Linked DNA regions of Zea mays: region 1 is linked to region 2. The links are chromatin contacts, called in public Hi-C maps. All regions are on one chromosome and are shown on one strand. The core of a region is the stretch at or near the end of the contact, and the rest is flanking DNA. Distances in the headings are between cores, read along the strand shown.

The links. A called contact is a pair of places that touch in the nucleus more often than the background predicts.
Region 1: a contact with region 2 is called in a Hi-C map of tassel, with 4 times the contacts expected there. The contact joins the promoter of LOC103626456 here to the promoter of LOC100193011 in region 2. A contact is called at or near these places in 9 of 25 Hi-C or Micro-C datasets (bundle sheath, ear, endosperm and 4 more).

The regions. Positions count from the first base shown.
Region 1 is chr5:63,255,583-63,260,350 of Zm-B73-REFERENCE-NAM-5.0, forward strand. LOC103626456 (Receptor-like protein kinase-like) reads left to right here and starts at 2,243. Exons shown (of 12, transcript XM_020538396.3): 1 at 2,243-2,860; 2 at 4,673-4,768. The coding sequence starts at 2,702.
Region 2 is chr5:63,070,582-63,075,263 of Zm-B73-REFERENCE-NAM-5.0, forward strand. It overlaps LOC100193011 (putative DEAD-box ATP-dependent RNA helicase family protein), which reads right to left and starts at 1,272. Exons shown (of 13, transcript NM_001138179.1): 1 at 1,053-1,272; 2 at 810-942; 3 at 657-726. The coding sequence starts at 1,233.

The sequences.
Region 1 (4,768 bases), core at 993-3,492, 190 kb after region 2:
ATACTCCTATTTAAAAGTCAAACGCTTGATGTGATCCGAGCTAAACTTTAGCAGGAGCAACCAAACACCCTCTTAGTCGCAACGGAATCCAACAGGGGTGATGGCGGGTGCCGTGCTGGACCAGCTTGCCTCGTCGTCGTCGCCGCGGTCCGCACACGGCGTACGCGTTCACGCCCGTACTGCCGCCGCCGGCGGCGGTGGGCGCGCGTTCACGTTCCATAGGTTCACACCGCGGTTGGTTGGGCTCGGATATACACCGGACGCGGACGGGCCGGACGACACGTCGTTGCACTCTGCTCTGCGCAGCCAGGCAGTGGCAGGCACTCTGGGCCTTTGGGGTCCTGGCTCCGCCCGTAGTCCGGCCAACCGGTCAGCGTGAGCGCGCTTGCATGCATGCGTCTGCCACCGCCGCGTGCAGCACACAATTTCGTGTGTGTTCCACCTGTGGAATTCTTGGTACGTATACGTGTATATTCTTTATATTTTATCTACCTGTTTATGTTGGCGATACGATTCCTGTGACGTGATCATGCGAAGAGACCCAACTAAACCGCAACCACCTCGTGTGTAAAGAACTCGCCGGTGTGACCTATCTATCTATACTCATCCCATATGCATGTCATCCTATGCGTTCCGTGACACGCACATGGGTCTAGCTCTAGCAGCACGCGTGTTGTGCGACTCTATATTAGTTTGAGAACCCTATTTCCTAACGTTTGGATCCCTTCATTTAAAAAAAATAAAATCCACATAATAAAGTAACCTATTTAGCTTGAATTTAACGCTCCATAACTTTCCAAAGTTTAGATATAAATATATTTCAAATTTATATGATGTATGATGAGAAATAATTTTATGTATTAGTAGAATTTGTTTCTACTATGTATCTTACATGATGCTATTCGACTCACTACTCAATAGTAAAAAGATAGTATACAAATAGATCATACTTCTTGCTAATAATAGTATACGATATATTTTGTATAAAATAAAATTAGATTAATTGATATATTATCTAAATTACTATTATTAGAGTGGAATTCAATTCCAATGATTGAAACGTGGCGTAAGTGATTTTCATTTTACCAAAGAAATTAGTTCATTTTCTTTTGTGAAAATAGAAATCTCTTAGAAAAAAAGTTCTCAAACTAACATTTAGAGTGTTTTAGAGTGTGTTTAGTGCATGATAGTTTTAAAGATCTCCAACTGCAAACGGCCAATGGGCAATTGGTCAACCATAAACCATCTACTCACGTGTTCCTATTCACCAAAAATTTAGAAAACTGAACCTGAGACACAACTACCGCAGGAAGTAAACTTTGATATTTAAAATGAACATACGATCATATATGAGATATTAAACGAATAAAAAATATATTATATTATATTTTAACTAAAAGACTGAGAAAAATATAAGTTAAAAGAAGGCTGATCTATGTTTTTTTATAGATCACTCGTGTTTTTTATGGTCTATATCTTGTGTAACCGCTCGTTGGATATATTATTAGATGACATTAAAAAAATTATTGATTTTAACTAGTTTCATGGGCCCCTAATGCAGCTACAGCGGGCCAGCCCGGCCGCGACATGATCTTGAGCATGTCTTCGTCAGACTAATCGTAACGTAGCCCCCTTCTCTTGCATGCGATCTGTAGGGGTCACTCCATGGTCGTAGCGGTGCTCCCTACAGCGTCCCTACACGTCGGCCCTCTTTTCTCCCCCTAGATCTAGCGTGTCAGTGTTTATCATCCTAAACACCGTGTTGTTGGTCCACGAGTAATTATTAGTAAATAAAAAAATTAATAGTTGATATAGAAAATAATATTTTATAGTTGTAGTAGGGTATATGAGAGTATTTAGAGAGAACCGGTGCGGGAGATGAAAAAATAGGGGTAAAAGTGATATAAGAGAAAAAAATTTAGAGGTAACGGTTGCGGATAGCCTAAAAGTGAAGGCAGCTGTTGGCAACCGACGTCACGTAGAGAAAAAGGGCTGAGATGAAATGGGAGGGTGTAAAAAGGCAAGGGGGAGTGCGTGCGGGGTGCAGTGCTGCAGGGAGAGGAGAGCGACGGTGGAGAGGGGGACGACCGGACGAGGACGACGATGGCGATTGGCGACAGAGTGACGAGGCCGGACGTGGGACGAAAAAACGGACGGAACGAGTCAAAGGTTGCCCACGGCGACGACGACCCGTCGACCATGGATGCCGGATGGAAATGGACAGGCGAGAGAGAGAGGAGACGGGACGGGGGTGCGGGATACACCACACGCCACGCCAGGCGGCCAGGCCACGGAACAAAAAGCGACCCATCCCTCCCGCCCCCGACGGCCAGACCCCGACCCAAAGCCCCCGACGTCGTTTCGTTTCGTCTCGGCTCGGGCGCTCGACCGCTCGTCAATCTCATCGCCCTCGCCCCTCCCTCGCCCTCGCCTCCGCCTCCGTTCCGTTCCACTCCACTCCAGTCCACCCGCGACTTCAAAGTTCATTCAAACCCGCGACCCCCGGGCACCACCAACTCCAACTCCGCCGCTGGGAAGAGGAGGAGCGACGACGAGCTGCCCGGCTCCACCACGAGCAGCAAGTTGCAGGCCTAAGGAACAGGCTCCAGCCTCCAGCCTCCAGCAGAGCGTGTGCCCATCTGCCTGCCGGTGCCGGCTACTACTCACCCGCCTCCGCCTCCGGTGAGAAGCCAAGCCAGCCATGGGGTGCGTGTGCTCGAGGGGGTTGCCGGAGGACGCGCCGCCGGCGCCGGGCCCGCTGGCGGCCGCCTACGACGCGCGCCGCTTGAGGTACGGGCCCGGCGACTTGGACTCCAGCGAGCTCGCCATCCCGCGGCCCAAGCCGCCCCACTCCCACAAGGTAGCTCTCCTCCTCCCTTCAGTCGCTGGCTGCTAGCTAGCCTGCTACCGCCCCTCCCTCCCTCCCTCTCTCTTCCGCCCCGCTCCTTCCGTCCGTCCTAGTCCCCGCCTCGCTTCACGCATGCGGCATGCTGCCGCGGCTATTCACTGGACGGGGGCGCCGCGCTGCTGCTTCGCTGCAAATTTTCTGGTCACCATGGAGACACAGCTGCCGACTGCAATCCTGACGATTCGATTCGCTAGCGAGGCTATCAGACTCACCACCTCGTCGTCAGAGTTCCCATTTCCCAACCAATAATGGATACGCGAAGCGCGTGGCACCATACCGAAAGGTCCGCTCCCAGTTTCCAGCCAGCGACGCTGCCGCGTTTCTGCCGCCGACCAGCCGTGAAGGGAGGGAGGATACGCGAGGCTAGTCGTCGTCGCGAGCCTGAAGTTGTTTCCGCTTCATTCATTCATCAGCGGCGCCGCAGAGTTTGTACGAAGGTCTTCACAGTTCACACTAATCACCTAGCAAAAATGGTCCGTTTGATCGGAATTCGGCAACCGTTTCGACTGTTCCAAAATCAGCATGTGCTCGAAGTATGCCGGAACAGATACACACATACGTACAACAAGTAAATCCAATCATAAAAGCCAGTCCACAAATCTGCATGTTCGGCATACATTGTGAAGTCAAGTTTGGCGGCCCTTCTTTTTTATGGAGGAGTATATTCTAAGCTCTCTTCCAGGAGGACGATTCTCTATTTTTTTCACCGGGATAAGTGAAGGGCTTATAATCTACATCCACATTCAGGTTGCTGTCAGCAAAAGTCTACCATCTGGACTGGTCAAGCCTGCGACCCACATTGCGAATCTGTGTCTGACCGCTTATCGGTTCTGTGCTACTTTTGGAGTGGACAAATCATACCATCTTACTCTTCCAAAGGCACGAAGTTTCCGGTTTTTATTCGCAGCTAGGAGGGTGCTCTGAATGTGCAAGGAGTTTGTCAAACTACAAACTTTGACACAATGGACAAACACCAGTCTTGCTGCTTACACGTGTAGACATTATATATATATATATATATATATATATATATATATATATATATATATATATATATATATATATATATATATATATATATATATATATATATATATAACATATGTAGACAAAGATTTGGACAATCAGTGGTTAGGTGATCGAGCGTGACTGGAAATCTGGATATAATAGTTGGAGGTATCAAAATCGAGGCTACACTACAGGTACAGGATATTAAAGCATCTGGTTAAAGGGAGTTCACCATTTTTGGTTGCCATGTGCTACCATTCGTTCCTCGTCTTCCTAAGTTCTTATCTGATTAAGGGAATTCACCATCTTACTCTGGTCTGATCTGTTATCATCAAGCTAAGGATAATCTTCTGTTGCACAGTAAATTCAGAAGAGCAATGGAACAGCTTTGAAGGACTGGCAATCTGGCATCTCCTTTTATATTTTGACCCAGCTCAGTCAAATGATTCATGTTTCTATCTAGTTGCATGAACTTCATTTTTCAGTAGTGCTGTTTCATAACTTTTAAAATTTCAGAACAGAACAGCATTCTTAGAATATATAAATCTTGCTTTATATCTCATGAGCTCACACCTAGTGTCATGTTTCCGAAAGTGATAATATATTCAACCTTCTTTTCTTGACGTTGTTTTGTGCAATAGCTAGTTAGCTTTCTGTTTGTTATCTGTAGCTGATGAAATAAAACTAAAAGATTACTACATGAGAGCCTAGCAGTAGGTCTTTTCGCATGAACTCTGACATACTAAGTTCTGTCAGGTATCAGACACAGGTACATTTTTGGGAAGAGCTAGCATTGCTGGTCTGGAGAAGGCTGTTGAAGTGTTAGATACGCTCGGGAGTAGCATGACAAAT
Region 2 (4,682 bases), core at 22-2,521:
GAATGCAGAATGATTTTAAAGCAGAGAACTGAGTGATGCTGTGGTGGAAGTGGAGAGAAGTGAAGATCAGAAAGGATGGGTACTTCACCCCGACCCCGACAAAAAGAGCATTTGCTACCATACAAATCAGAAGCATAATTAAAATAAGAATGCTGTAACTATTGTGGACTCAATCGCCGGGCACCAATACAGGCAACGTCCACCAAGCCCAGCCCCTGACTATACTAGGCAAGTGCAGGGGCAGGGCCGGCTTAGTTGATTAAGGGAAGGAGTTAATCAGGAGGCTTATAGGAGTTTGGTTTTAAGTTTGTTAGGTGTGCACCCAAGTATATGGGCACTTCCCTTGCTGTAAACAGGCATTGGAGAATGAATAAACCTCCCGAGCGGATGGGTTTCCCTTAGACGGTGACGACCGGCGATTCTGCCATAGTTGCTGGCGACAACAACACTGCGCCACTTCCTCTCTACCCCCTACATTCCAGTTCTCAATCCCAGTTGCTCCTGCAATCTCCCCTATGTACTACTCGTTGCCGCATCAGTAACATAGATAAAGTACAACTGTATGAATGTGTCACTATTTGCGACATTCAGATGCTGACAGACAAAAATGAATTCATGTACACATTCGCTTCCACAATTGCATTGATAACACTTACCACTGAGCAACGCAAACCAATAGCTGATCCAAGCGCCTCAAACTGCTCTGCGATCTGAATCGCCAGCTCTCTGATTAGCAACCACGTACACTCCAAATTAGATACTGGTACGTCGCCCCTAAACGAAGTAATTGACTGGCAAATCAAACCGACCTTGTTGGCGAGAGCACGCAAGCGAAGAAAGACTGTTCAGCCTGGCGGTTGCTGAGCAGCTCCTGCAGGATGGGCAGCGCGAACGCGCCCGTCTTTCCGGACCCCGTCTGCGCCAGAGCGATCAGGTCCTTCCCTGCGAAAACCAGGGCGGCCGCCGAATTAAGAGTCCGCAGCCGCAAGCACCTGCCACGGGGCGCACCGCGCGGCGCGTGCCCCGAACGACGCCGAGTGGGATAGCAGTACCTTGGAGCGCGTGGGGGATGGCCTCGGCCTGGATCCTGGTGGGCTCCTTCCACCCCATGGCGTCGCACGCCTCCACCAGCTCCGCGCAGATACCCAGCTCCGCGAACGTCGACGCCTGGCGCGCCGCGGCTTCCTGCTCCCCGTTCCCGCCGACCTCCACGGCCGCGTCCCCATTCGCCATGGCTGGTTCGCGAGCTTCAAGCTGCCTGTCCGAGCTACGCGTGAGAAATGAGACTGAAGGTTGCTGGCGGGCGGCGCGGGGTTTATGGTCGGGTATGCCGGCGGGGCGGAACCCTAGCGAGAGCACGCAACTAGACGAAAATTTGTACAGTATTACCAACAAAAAGTAACGGGTCGTTCGCTTTGAATTAAATCCGATTGTTTCAATTGCTGCAAATGGTAATTTATCGAGATAAAAACACGGGTGCATTTGATTGCGAAACAGTGAGAACAAGGATGTCCCCTAGCGTCATCTCTCGTCTCGGTCTCTCCAATTTTAAAGGATAACTGAGGACAACACTGGGTCATGTCTCAACTCTTGACTTTAAACCAAACAACCTTATTTAAGGGATCGTCATATCCCGTCCTATCATGTCATTGCAACCAAACGCACCCTAACATAAGCCGTGTACCGGACAAATATTGACATGAATAAAGAGACGTTTGTTTCTAGAGACTAATTTTTAGGCCCTTTATTTTATTCTAATTTAGTTTATAAATTGCTAAATATAGAAAGTAAAATAGAGTTTTAGTTTCCATATTTGACAATTTATACACTAAAATATAATAAAATAGAGAGGCTAAAAATTAGTCCCTAGAAACCAAACACTCCCTAAATAACACAATGTCATCTTTTGAAGATTGGATTACAGCACATGCCCTAATGAATAGTTAGTTACTAAAATTAGTTATAGAGGTTTCAAACACCTCCTAACTAATTAGGACATACCTTGTAGCTAACAATTAGTTCATTAACTGGCTTGATCTAGCTAATAATTTGTAAGCTACCTAATTATTAGTTATAGGGATTTCAAATCTCTACTACTCCTTAAGAAAGGAGTGTAGGCGTGCACAGCTAAGCGGTTCTGCCTGCCACTCGCACGCCGCGACATCATCCGCTCCGCTCATTCCCACCCCGCGACATTGTGCCCCTTGCTCCCACTCTCCCCTCCCTCGGCCCTCCTCCCGTCCCTCGATAGCACGCCGCCGCCCGACGCCCCCGGTCTCGCGTTGCCCGACGCCCCAGATCCGCCGCATGGCCCCGTCCTCCCCGCTGCCCCCTCCTCCAACCAGATCCGTCGCATGGCCCCCTGTCCTACCCGCGACGCCGCCGCTGCTGTTTGGGGTTTTTGCGGTTGACTCCGAATCCCACCGCCGCTGCTCGTGCAGGAGGCCTCGAGCTCCCAGTGCTCCCCTCCTCAACCACCCCGGGTAAGTGGTTCCCATTCCTACCATTGTCGCGGATCCCCCACCCTCCTCCCCCTCTGCTCGGTCCTCGCCCCGGATCTCGGTCTTCTACAGGCTTTCCGGAGCGCAGCAAGGACGCTTGGGTAGGTCGGCTTCCAAGCAGCCCCGGAGATCTCGGTCCTCGCCCACACTCTTGCCTCGAATCCCGCCGCCGCTGCTCGTGCAGGAGGCCTCGAGCTCCTAGTGCTCCCCTCCTCAACCACCCCGGGTAAGTGACATGCGCGCAAGTGCCCCATGACGCCCGCCCACCCCATGATGCTTGCCGACATCCAAGGTAATAAAACATGAGTGAAGATTATACCAAAGATGGAGAATTGCTCGGAGCGACGGCGAAGGATGAGTCATGGAGTGGAGTGGAAGCCTTTGTCTTCGCCGAAGACTCTAATGCCCTTTCAATACACCTATGACTTGTTTTGAAACTCACTTGAAAACACATTAGTCATAGCACATGAAAGAGATATGATCAAAGGTATATGAATGAGTTATGTGAGCAAAACATTTAAAAGAAGTTCCTAGAATCAGGAATATTTAGCTCATGCCTAAGTTTGTTAAAAGTTTGTTCATCAAGTGGCTTGGTAAAGATATCGGCTAATTGATCTTTAGTGTTAATATATGCAATCTCGATATCTCCCTTTTGTTGGTGATCCCTTAAAAAATGATACCGAATGACTATGTGTTTAGTGCGGCTATGCTCAACGGGATTATCCGCCATGCGGATTGCACTCTCATTATCACATAGAAGAGGAACTTTGGTTAATTTGTAACCATAGTCCCTAAGGGTTTGCCTCATCCAAAGTAGTTGCGTGCAACAATTACCTGCGGCAATGTACTCGGCTTCGGCGGTAGAAAGAGCTACGGAATTTTGCTTCTTTGAAGCCCAAGACACCAAGGATCTTCCCAAGAACTGGCAAGTCCATGATGTGCTCTTCCTATTAATCTTACACCCCGCCCAATCGGCATCCGAATAACCGATTAAATCAAATGTGGATCCCTTAGGATACCAAAGCCCAAACTTAGGAGTATAAACTAAATATCTCAAGATTCGTTTTACGGCCGTAAGGTGAGCTTCCTTAGGGTCGGCTTGGAATCTTGCACACATGCATACGGAAAGCATAATATCCGGTCGAGATGCGCATAAATAGAGTAAGGAGCCTATCATCGACCTGTATACCTTTTGATCGACGGATTTACCTCCCGTGTCGAGGTCGAGATGCCCATTGGTTCCCATGGGTGTCTTGATGGGCTTGGCATCCTTCATCCCAAACTTGTTTAGAATGTCTTGAATATACTTAGTTTGGCTAATGAAGGTGCCCTCTTGGAGTAGCTTCACTTGAGATCCCAAGAAATACTTCAACTCCCCCATCATCGACATCTCAAATTTCTTTGTCATGATCCTACTAAATTCCTCACATGTAGATTCGTTAGTAGACCCAAATATGATATCATCAACATAAATTTGGCATACAAACAAATCGTTGTCAAGAGTTTTAGTAAATAAAGTAGGATCGGCTTTTCCGACTTTGAAGCCATTAGTGATAAGAAAATCTCTAAGGCATTCATACCATACTCTTGGGGCTTGCTTGAGCCCATAAAGCGCCTTAGAGAGTTTATACACATGATTAGGATACCCACTATCTTCAAAGCCGGAAGGTTGTTCAACATAGACCTCTTCCTTGATTGGTCCGTTGAGGAAGGCACTCTTCACGTCCATTTGGTAAAGCTTAAAGCCATGGTAAGTAGCATAGGCAAGTAATATGCGAATTGACTCAAGCCTAGCTATGGGTGCATAGGTTTCACCGAAATCCAAACCTTCGACTTGCAAATACTCCTTGGCCACAAGTTGGCCTTTGTTCCTTGTCACCACACCATACTCATCTTGCTTGTTGCGGAACACCCGCTTGGTTCCTACAACATTTTGATAGGACGTGGAACCAAATGCCATACCTCGTTCCTAGTGAAGTTGTTGAGCTCCTCTTGCATCGCCACCACCCAATCCGAATCTTGTAGTGCTTCCTCTACCCTGTGTGGCTCAATAGAGGAAACAAAAGAGCAATGCTCACAAAAATGTGCAACACGAGATCTAGTGGTTACCCCCTTATGAATGTCGCCGAGGATGGTGTCGAGGGGGTGATCTCGTTGGATTGCTTGGTGGACTCTTGGGTG